Regions from separate parts of the Mus musculus genome. Here regions 1 and 2 are each linked to region 3. A link is a contact called in public promoter capture Hi-C and targeted proximity ligation data. All regions are on one chromosome and are shown on one strand. The core of a region is the stretch at or near the end of the contact, and the rest is flanking DNA. Distances in the headings are between cores, read along the strand shown. Region 1 holds the start of Exosc4 (exosome component 4). Region 2 holds the start of Hgh1 (HGH1 homolog). Region 3 holds the start of Adck5 (aarF domain containing kinase 5).

The links. Capture Hi-C pulls out chosen DNA fragments and counts their contacts.
Region 1: a contact with region 3 is called in a promoter capture Hi-C map of adipose tissue. A contact is called at or near these places in 2 of 39 promoter capture datasets (cranial neural crest and neural stem cells), 4 of 130 datasets of targeted methods (the SCID.adh cell line, effector CD8 T cells, memory CD8 T cells and 1 more) and 2 of 9 other capture datasets (adipose tissue and liver).
Region 2: a contact with region 3 is called in a targeted proximity ligation map of pancreatic cancer cells. A contact is called at or near these places in 8 of 39 promoter capture datasets (3T3-L1-derived adipocytes, the C10 cell line, cranial neural crest and 4 more), 5 of 130 datasets of targeted methods (the SCID.adh cell line, bone marrow-derived macrophages, embryonic stem cells and 2 more) and 3 of 9 other capture datasets (adipose tissue, liver and pancreatic islet).

The regions. Positions count from the first base shown.
Region 1 is chr15:76,325,434-76,328,686 of GRCm38.p6, forward strand. Exosc4 (exosome component 4) reads left to right here and starts at 1,964. Exons shown (of 3, transcript NM_175399.4): 1 at 1,964-2,230. The coding sequence starts at 2,060. It also overlaps a transcript of Oplah not described here.
Region 2 is chr15:76,367,403-76,370,640 of GRCm38.p6, forward strand. It overlaps Hgh1 (HGH1 homolog), which reads left to right and starts at 1,496. Exons shown (of 6, transcript NM_021555.2): 1 at 1,496-2,167; 2 at 2,250-2,350; 3 at 2,454-2,552; 4 at 2,760-2,851; 5 at 2,930-3,052; 6 at 3,130-3,238. The coding sequence starts at 1,554.
Region 3 is chr15:76,574,363-76,577,621 of GRCm38.p6, forward strand. It overlaps Adck5 (aarF domain containing kinase 5), which reads left to right and starts at 1,997. Exons shown (of 15, transcript NM_172960.3): 1 at 1,997-2,132. The coding sequence starts at 2,121.

The DNA.
Region 1 (3,253 bases), core at 714-3,213, 250 kb before region 3:
CACTGCTTTAATTTTTTAATTTTGGGTAGTGACATACATTTCCTTAGGCACTAAATGGACTGGATGACGGGGGGGGGGGGGGCGGCAGGTGAAAAGGGTAAAGCTCCCTGCTAATGACAATGGTCACTATGAGACAGATACAAGGAGAGGTGCTGGGGTAGGAATGGTGTGTCTCTCTTCTTCTTTCTGTTGTACTGGACTGACATGAAAGGTTAGAATATACTAAGCTAGAATTGTAAGAGTAACAAGACAGGTAGGTGACAGTCCCTCTGCCTCCCTAAACAGTCTCTTTTGGGACAGAGAGCTGATAAAAAGCTGCTATGACCCTGTAATACTCAGAGTTCTTTCCCTCCCCAGACACAAGACAGCTTTGAATTACTGCTAGACATTATTTTTACATTTTATTTATCTGGGGAAATGACAGGGGTGCCTGCCATGGTGTAGGCATGGAGGCCATTAGACCACAACTTCTGTGAGGAGGACGAGGAGGAAGAAGAGGAATAGGAGGAAGAGTTCTGTTCACATATGGGTCCTGGTGGTTTTGTTTGTTTATGCATTGGGGTTTTTTTGTTTTTGTTTTTCTGGGTTTTTATTTGTTTTGTTTTGTTTTTGTTTTTTTGTTTGGTTTTGTTTTTTGTGTGAGACTGTATTTCTCTGTGTAGTCCAGGAACTCTCTGTAGAGCAGGCTGGCCTGGAACTCAGAGATCTGCCTGCTCCCACCTTCTGAGTGCTAGGATTAAAGGCTTGAGCCGCTCCAGCTGGCTGGTGTGATGTTCTAACTCTCCTAACTCTTCAGAACTGAATGCGCCTTCCCTCCAGGACACCTGTGTTGTTCTATGTCACACTCATCTCTCCAGAGCATACTCCTTTGAATATTCTTGCCCACAAGGGTGCATCGTTGCTGTCTGTGACAGCGGTGCCCTAACTCTCCTAATAAGGCCCACCTGAAGAGTAATTTCAGCTCAGTGTTCTTTCTGTGAATCTATCTTTTATCTATAACAACAACAACAAAACCTGAGGACTGTTGATTTCATATTCCGAGTGAAAACACTCCAAAAAAGTGTATACTAAATGACCCAATCCTTAAAAATAAATCAGAATTCCGGGCTGGTGAGATGGCTCAGTGGATAAGAGCACTGACTGCTCTTCCAAAGAAAGGTCCTGAGTTCAAATCCCAGAAACCACATGGTGGCTCACAACCACCCGTAATGAGATCTGACGCCCTCTTCTGGTTTCTGAAGACAGCTACAGTGTACTTAGATATAACAATAAATAAACATCTAAAAACACACTTTAAAAATAATCAGAAAAAAAAATCAGAATTTCAAGCCCTACTATACAGATGCATATATACAACTGCAGGCCCTTTGTGTTTGTATTCAAGTGATAGAGAAACTTATTGGGCAAGGTAAGGGAGGGAAACTTATGGATTTAACCAAGGAAATGAAAAAAGGAAAAAAAAACAAACAAACAAACTAAGCCACAGAGATAATAATCATGTGTAACAAACAACTGTGCTTAGCTAAACTGACCACGGTAAAAACCACGCGGGCAGAGGACCAGGTTTGATTCCGCAGCACTCACACAGTGGCTCACAGCTGCCTGTAGTTCCTGATCCATGGGATCTGACGCCCTCTTCTAACTTCCACAGCACTAAGCACACATGTGACGAATAGACATACAAGCAAGTAAACACTCATACAATAAAAATAGATATACAATTAAAAAAAATAAGACCAAAAAATGTCTCTGCTCGGGCCAGCATCTCCAACAAACCAAAGACGTCCGGAAGCCAGTCTTCTTGGCGTACCTACTCCAACAACCCGGGAGAAGCACAAAAACCCGTTCGCCTCGGGCCTTCCGTTTCCCGGAACTGAAAGGCTTAAGTCGAACATTCAGAAAGCCGGGGATGCCACAAGCCGCAGTTCCCTTTGACCGGAAAGCGACTAGGCTACCGGAAGCTATAGTTCACCGAGACTGAAAAGGAAACGTACCGACGGAAGTCGTAGTCCTGAAGGTCCAGGTCGAGCTGTCGGAGGCGGAGTCAGGACTGTACATCATGGCCGGGCTGGAGCTCCTGTCCGATCAGGGTTACCGGATAGACGGTCGCCGCGCGGGGGAGCTGCGCAAGATCCAGGCGCGGATGGGCGTGTTTGCGCAGGCCGATGGCTCGGCTTACATCGAGCAGGGCAACACCAAGGCACTGGCGGTGGTCTACGGGCCGCACGAGGCGAGTAAGCGGCGGGGACCGGGGGCTCCTGGCCGCACATCAAGGGAGGAGACCTAAGTCGTACGGCTTAACTCCTGAGCCCATGCAGCAGTATACTACAATCCCATCTGAGTCCCTGTGGGCCTCCCGGCAGAAAGCATCTCACACAGGTTGTCCCAACGTGTTGTAGCGGGGATGATGTGAGAACCTGGCTTCTTTTGACTTCATCTTACGAGCTCTTTCTCTTGGCCGACTTCCATTTCAGTCCTCTTTGTGTTGCATCCTCTAAGCAGTGAATATAATTATGCCCTGAGTTCTCAGGAAAATTGCGTCCCTAACATGGCCCTCAAATTTGTGTGTTAGGCCCCGTGAGGTACTGAGAATATCGGTTTCTTTAAGAACCCAGTTATGTTATGTGATTATGTTTTTGTTTTGATCCCACGTGTGGGGTATGGAGCTGCTTCAGATTGCCCTCAGCCACTATGATTTGTCTCATGCAGGGACCGGGGGCTTGTGATCCCACCTCGAGGGAATATACCTGTGTCTTACAGCTTAAGTCCTCCGTCTCAGTGGGCCCTCTGCTTAGCCTTTTTTTTTTTTTTTTTTTTTTCTCACGGGCTGCCCGCTTCATCTCTGAGGTGCCTCAGCCAGCCTGGCGAAGCTCCACTCACTCCCTGTTCCTTCAGCTCATTCTTCCCACATCTTGTCAGGAAAAGGCCTCTCAGGCTATTTCTGCACCTACTACATCGATTTTCCTGGGTCTTCCACCTTGCTTGTTTCTCTACGGGAACATAAACTCCTAAAACAAGGACATTAAATTATCTGCCTTTATTGCTGTGTCGCAGTGCTGTAGCAAGGCTGGCAAATGTGCACATTTTAAGGTTTGCTAGCATATGGAGCTCGGCTTTCTAGGTGGATGATCAGGTATAGAACACATGAGGGAAGACTTGGTAGGGAGAGGGACAGTAGATCAAATAGAGTTGAGGAGTTACCAAGGAGGTGAGGACCCAGGGCTTTGAAAGTCAGGGAAATTGAGATTTTTTT
Region 2 (3,238 bases), core at 246-2,745, 210 kb before region 3:
ACACAGCTAGTCACATTCCACTCACAGAAGACAGCAATGATTCCTACATGTCAGTATGCTTGCTTTTTCCACACTTATAAAACCCCTTTCCTATAGGGAATGGTAACAATCACAGTGGGGGCAACGTCTTTCCACTAATTAAGCCCCCACAGATGTGCCCATAGGCCAACTTAATTTAAAGTCACTGAGCTTCCCTTTCTAGGTGACTATTTTGTGTCAAGTTAACAAAGTTAACTTTGTTTAAGAGAAAAATCTTTTGAGACCAGCTCATTTTATAGCTCAGGCTGGCCTCAAACTTACACTGACCTTCCTGCCTCAGCCTCCTCAGTTGTGAGATTAGACAGTGACACGTTTATAAAAAGATAAGGAGCCGGGCAGTGGTGGCGCACGCCTTTGGTCCTACCACTTGGGAGGCAGAGGCAGGTGGATTTCTGAGTTTGAGGCCAGCCTGGTCTACAGAGTGAGTTCCAGGACAGCCAGCACTGTCTCCAAAACAAAACAAAACAGAGGCAAGGGAGCCTTTTCTTAGAAACTCACTAGCTGCTGTCAACAGCTGGGAAATCTGGACAGTTGGCCCTACACAGACCTAACCACTTTGCCATTGTAGCCGGAAGGATCCCAGTCAGTATCTAAGGTTGCATAGGATCTGGAACCGTGGCGGTTCCTGGCTATCTCCTACAAAAACCTGACAAGGACCAGCCCTGGAAAAACCCCTAACTCAAGATTTCTAATTTGAGAGAGCAAGGACCCCAGGCAGCTAATTGCTAATACAGGCACAAGAAGCACCAAATGGGATACTTTCCCAGAACAGATCCTAGTACTGAAATTATCTTCTGCTAGGGATTACGTAGCTAAGAAGGCCAGTGTCCTCCCATCTGTGCTAACAAATGTGCCGGTGGAAGGTAATATGGAGCCACTGAGAAGCAAAGAAACGCAGCGAGGTATGGAAGACAGAAACCGAACAGTGCTCTAAAGAGCTGGCAGGGGCGTCTGTCACCAGGTGCCCCCAAACCTGCAAACTATAGATTCATTTATTAGTTCCCTTTGCCCAAGCCTGCTTGACTCAGACTTCTGTCACTGAAGAGGACCTAACAAATGCACTAGAAAAAAAAATTTAGCCCCTCTGCAAAGTCAGAGACTGATCCAAAGCTGCCTTTTCATCGCAGAGTCCTGCACCCTCCGGTTCCTGGATGTCTGAAACCAGGTTTAAAAGGTGGCAGCAAACACTCTGGACACCAGGATCACCGGCTGCCGAGCTTCGCTTCAAATTATGCGTGCTGGTCGCGTGGTTCTGACTCCTGGCAAAGCAAACACGCAATAGGCAGCCGGAAAAGTCCTTGCAAGGATCTGGTGGTGGTGGTGATGATGATGGGAAGGGGGGGAGGGTGCATCTGCACCAGCTTAAGGGGTGCCTAATACTGTGGCCCACAATGCCTCGCGCTGAAACCGGCCCCGCCCCCTTCAGCCAGGTTCTCAGCCTCGGAAGGGTTTTAACGACTTCCGCTTTTCCGGCGGTGGCCCCGGCACGAGAAGTGACTGAGACTGCTGGCGGCATGCGGGGACCGGGAGTAGGTTCGGGGTTCTCTGGTGAGCGAGGGTTGCTAGAGCAGGAGGCTGGCGCGGACACGGAGGCGGTGGAACTGCTGCCCTTCCTGGTGCTCGGAGCGCGAGCCGACCTGCAGGCGGCCGCGGCGCAGCACGTGCTGGCGCTGACTGGTGCGGGCTCGGGCCGCACGCTGTTGGCCGGACAGCCAGAGTTGTTGCGGGCCTTGGTCGACCTTGCGGTGGCCCCGGCCCCAGCTCCTTCCCGCGATGCCTCCCGCGCGCTCGTGAACTTGGCTGCTGATCCCAATGTGCACTGGCAGCTGCTGGCGGCTGACCCGGAGCTGCCCGCCCGCCTGCTGCGCTGCGTGTTGGACCCTCAGTGGCCCTGGGCTGAAGAGGCGGCTGCAGTGCTGGCCAACCTGAGTCGCGAGCCGGCTCCGTGTGCTGCGTTAATGGAGAAGCTGATGGCCGCTGAGCCGGAGCGGTTGGGTCTGGAGCGACTTGTCAACGCGCTGTGCACGCCGAGCTACAACGCGGCCGCACCCCTGCATTACCTGGGGCCGCTGCTCTCCAACCTTAGCCAGCAGGCGGAGGTGCGTGCTTTTCTCCTGGACCCAGACAGGTGAAACCCAGTCGCCTGCGCGGGCGGGAAGGTGGGGAAGTGGAAGTGAACAAGGACAGCAGTGAATATCTTCTTTCAACAGGTGCGTGGTCCAACGGCTGCTGCCTCTTACCCAGTACACAGATTCTTCGGTGCGCAGGGGCGGGGTGGTGGGAACACTTCGGAATTGCTGTTTTGAGCATCGTGAGTGACAAGGAGGGGGTGGTGCCATTGCCAAGGTGGGGATTGGACCCTAGGGAACCCAACGGACCATTATTCTGATCTCCTTCCTTGTCCGCACCTCCAGGACATCACAAGTGGTTACTTGGGGCCCAAGTCGACATTCTCCCCTTTTTGCTACTGCCCTTGGCTGGGCCTGAAGAGTTTTCCGAGGAAGAAATGGACCGTGAGTGACTTGGGTGGTTGCCTCAGGGCTGTCTGGTGCTAGAGGGAAGACTACAAGAGGGAGATGGAGAGGTGTGCAGGTCTGGAGTCCCTCAGTCCGGCAGCCTTTAAGGAGGGGGTCGTTACAGACACACACAAGGCTCACCCAGGCAGAGCAGGGCTTGGGTGTTCAGCACAGGGACCAATAGTCTCCCACCCTCACTCCTAGAGCTGCCTGTTGACCTGCAGTACTTGTCACCAGACAAGCAACGGGAGCCGGACGCTGACATCCGGAAGATGCTCATCGAAGCCGTCATGCTGGTGAGCAGGGGCCTGGGGTGTTAGTGCCTCTCCACAAGTCCGTATTGGCATCCGAGTAACCTTTTTCCATCTTCCTAGCTGACAGCCACGGCACCTGGTCGGAAGCAGGTACGGGACCAGGGTGCCTACTTGATCCTTCGAGAGCTGCACAGCTGGGAGCCAGAGCCCGATGTGCGGATGGCTTGCGAAAAACTTATCCAGGTGAGTGCGGGGGGTCAGAAAGGCTAGGCAAGTGCCAATGGCTTATGAGCCCGCTCACCTGCCTCCTCTTCTTGCAGGTGCTTATTGGTGATGAGCCAGAGGCTGGCATGGAAAACCTGCTGGAGGTGCAGGTACCTGAAGACGTGGAACAACAGCTCCAGGAGCTCGACCAGCAAGAGCAACAGG
Region 3 (3,259 bases), core at 747-3,246:
TGAAAGAGTGGTTATAGCCTTCATATGTGGGACTCGAGCTGCGAGGAATGAAAGCTTAAGGAATGGCAGGCTCTGGAGATGTAGTCAGTGCGAGACCAAGCACTGGAACACAAGGAGTTTCTGCTATTGGAGATCCCTGTATTTGTTGGATCCTGCTGTCCTGTGTCTTAGCAGTAGCTCCTAGCCCAAACACAGGGCTCAGCCTGTCTCAGTGGAGCTGGTGTTCCTGAGGGGGCTGCTGGACATGCCCACACAGGTGTCTCCAGATTGCGCCTCTTTCCCAATTACCGCCACCCCTTTCTCCCTGCTGTGCCAACTGGAGCTTAGGAAATCCTGACCTCTCTCCACAGTGCAAACTTTATCTGCAAACACCCTCTGCCCACTCTGGAAGTCTCTACCTTGGGGTCTCTTCACTAATTCTCCACCACACAAACTCCAAGTCTGGCTTTTAGTTTCATGGCTAGTCCTATCACTTGCACTGTGAGGTTTGAGACTTCCTGGTCTCTGAGCCTCTGTATTTTTGAGTTACTTTATGTATATATCCTGACATATGTCACCCAAAAATACACAGGCTTCCAACTGCTGCAGACGCTCAGGGACAGGCTGCTGGCCAAGACTGTATGATATAATGTTTGGAAAGGTTTGGGCTAAATAAGTATTCTGGAGTTGCTGGGCTACTTGGTTGCCCTGACTTTCCAACAGGTTCCTGGTAGCTCCCAGCTAGGTCTCCCTGGTTCGGGTGTGACCTCACAGGGCTGAGGACTTTGATCTGTTCCCTACTGTATATCTGGACCTAATTGCCACAATCTCTCTCCCCTGTGCTTTATAAGTAGCCCAGTCTCGGAACACCCATTTCTGCCTTTTCATCCTGGGCTCTGTGCACCCTGAATCCATTTTGTCCCTGACACATTGCTTTCCAGTTGCGCCCAGACATCTCAGCTACACGTACTTCCTAGGCTTGCAAGGACGTCCAGAATGAATGAACTGGAAGGAGGCCATTGCCTGACATCGTCTGGCTCACAGACTTTTGTGACCCCCTCATACAGCCACTCTGCCACCTTCCAGGCACTCCAAAGCCAATTGGGGACATGACATTATCTTAGAGCCTGCTTAGAGCCATGTTCAACCAGAAGGCAGCTTGCCAGTTCCAGTGGGTGGGTGGGGGGAGGCTCAGGTGACCTCAAAGAACCCAATGGTCAACATTAGGACAGTTGCTGAGAAGAGCACCCGTGGCTAGGGAAGCAGGAACTTCAGGGGAGTTCTGAGGAACCAGGTAGTAAGGACCCCTCCAGAGGAGGATTTGCAGAAGGATTGGGTATCACAGAGAGTGAAGAGTAGGGGGACAAAGAACCAGGACTCTTCACAGAGAAACCCTGTCTTAGAAAAAAAAAGAAAAGAAAAAACAAAACAAAACAAAACAAACCAACCAACCAACCAAACAAACAAACAAAAAAGAACCTGGACTCTAACTGACATAGTTGGCAAGAAAGCGAGGGTGTCTCTAGCTTTGGTGGCTGTCTCAACAGGTGTTGCCAAACTGCCTGTGCGAGCGAATACTGAGAGTTGTGAAAATGACCAAGTGTCAGCTTTGAGTTACACTGTCACTTTTCAGAAAGGAACGAGAGCCCGACAAAATTAAAGAGCCAATTCAAGGGTCTGGGAATATGGCTGAGTGGGTAAAAGGGCTACCCTAGGAAGCCAAGTTCCTGGAACAATGTAAAAAGCACTTCTAGAGTGAAATAGGAGTGGGAAGAGGAAAATTGCCCGCAAACTTAGCCTGGCTTGCACAGGGCAACAGAAATAAAACAGACGGTGGAAAGCAAGCACCAACCGACTCTTGAAAATTGCTCCATAACATTCACATACAATAAACAAAGGAAAACACTTGGTAAAGACTCATCACTTGGTGTCTCCCATGAGGCTATGCCCCGGGCGACCTCAAGGGGCCGCTGCACGCCGAGGCGGTCACGTCACGTTTTGGGGGCGTGGCCCTTCCACTCTACCCAGGTCTGTGTGGCGCGTGTGGGCCGGTGCGCAAGCGCATTGCCTACTCTTTCGCGGGGTCGTCTGGGCACCAGGGACGTCTGCGGCGAAACCGGGAAGAGAGCACTGCCGGGGACATGTGGCGGCCGGTGAGGACCCCGCCCCCGCACGCCCTGGTCCCTGACTCTGCGCTCCGCATCCCTGCGTTGGGATCTCTCTCTGTACCCGGAGGTTCTGGATCCAGTCCAGGCCCGGGCCCTGCCCATCGACCCCAAAGCTTTGGAGAACTCTGATTCCCGCTTCCTCTTTTTTTCCCCAGAGCCTTTGGGAAGACTCAGCATTATTTAACCTCACCCCAGGGTCCTCTTCCTTCTGCCTCTGTCCTCAGCGCATCCCTCGGGTCTCCCCGGGAAGCTGCTCTGTCCTCTCTATCAGCTTCTGGAAGGGAGACAACCCCATGATTCCCGCTGGGTTAGCATGCCCTCACTCCCTTAGCCCCTTGTTCTGGCCCTGGGGGTGTCCTTGCCTATTCCCTGCCCTTGGAGTATGGCCCTTCTTCAGTTGTGTTGTTTTTAAACTTCTGCGAAGTTGTTTTTCTAGTACATCTGGCCTTGTAGGTTTAGATAATGAGAGGCCAGGAGGTGGGTTAACGTTTGGCTTGCAGTGTACAGCCCTGCTGGGTGTGTGCTTTCTGATGGGAGTCCTGTTGCTCAGAGACAAGTTGCCTTTTACACAGACAGCACTTTACTGTAGCAAAAACTTTTCCACATATCCGTATTACTTGTCACTTACACCTCTAGACAGCCCTGGGAGTTTGTTTTGTTTTGTTTTGTTTGAGATAGGGTTTCTCTTGTTTTTGGACAGCCCTGGCTGGCCTGGAACTAGCTCTGTAGAGCTGGCTGGCCTCCAACTCAGAGATCCTCTGCTGGGATCAAAGCCATATGCTACCACTGCCTGGCTAGAAAGGCAAGGGTTTTTTTGTTTGTTTGTCTTAGTTTTTTTTGTTTTTGGCTCCTTGCTTACCCCCCTCCAAGGTTGGGGTATTTGGTTTTAGCTCTGGCTGTCCTGGAACTCACTCTGTAGAGCATACTGGCCTCGAACTCACAGAAATCTGCTTGCCTCTGCCACCCTAGTGCTGGGATTAAAGCTGTGTACCACCACCACCCTACCAGAAAGGGGAGTTTTAACCTCTGATTAGGAATTACTGCACAGTACAGTGGAGTCCTTGCAGGTTCCCAATAACAACGTCCACTTCCTCTAGCTCAAATCTCTAGGC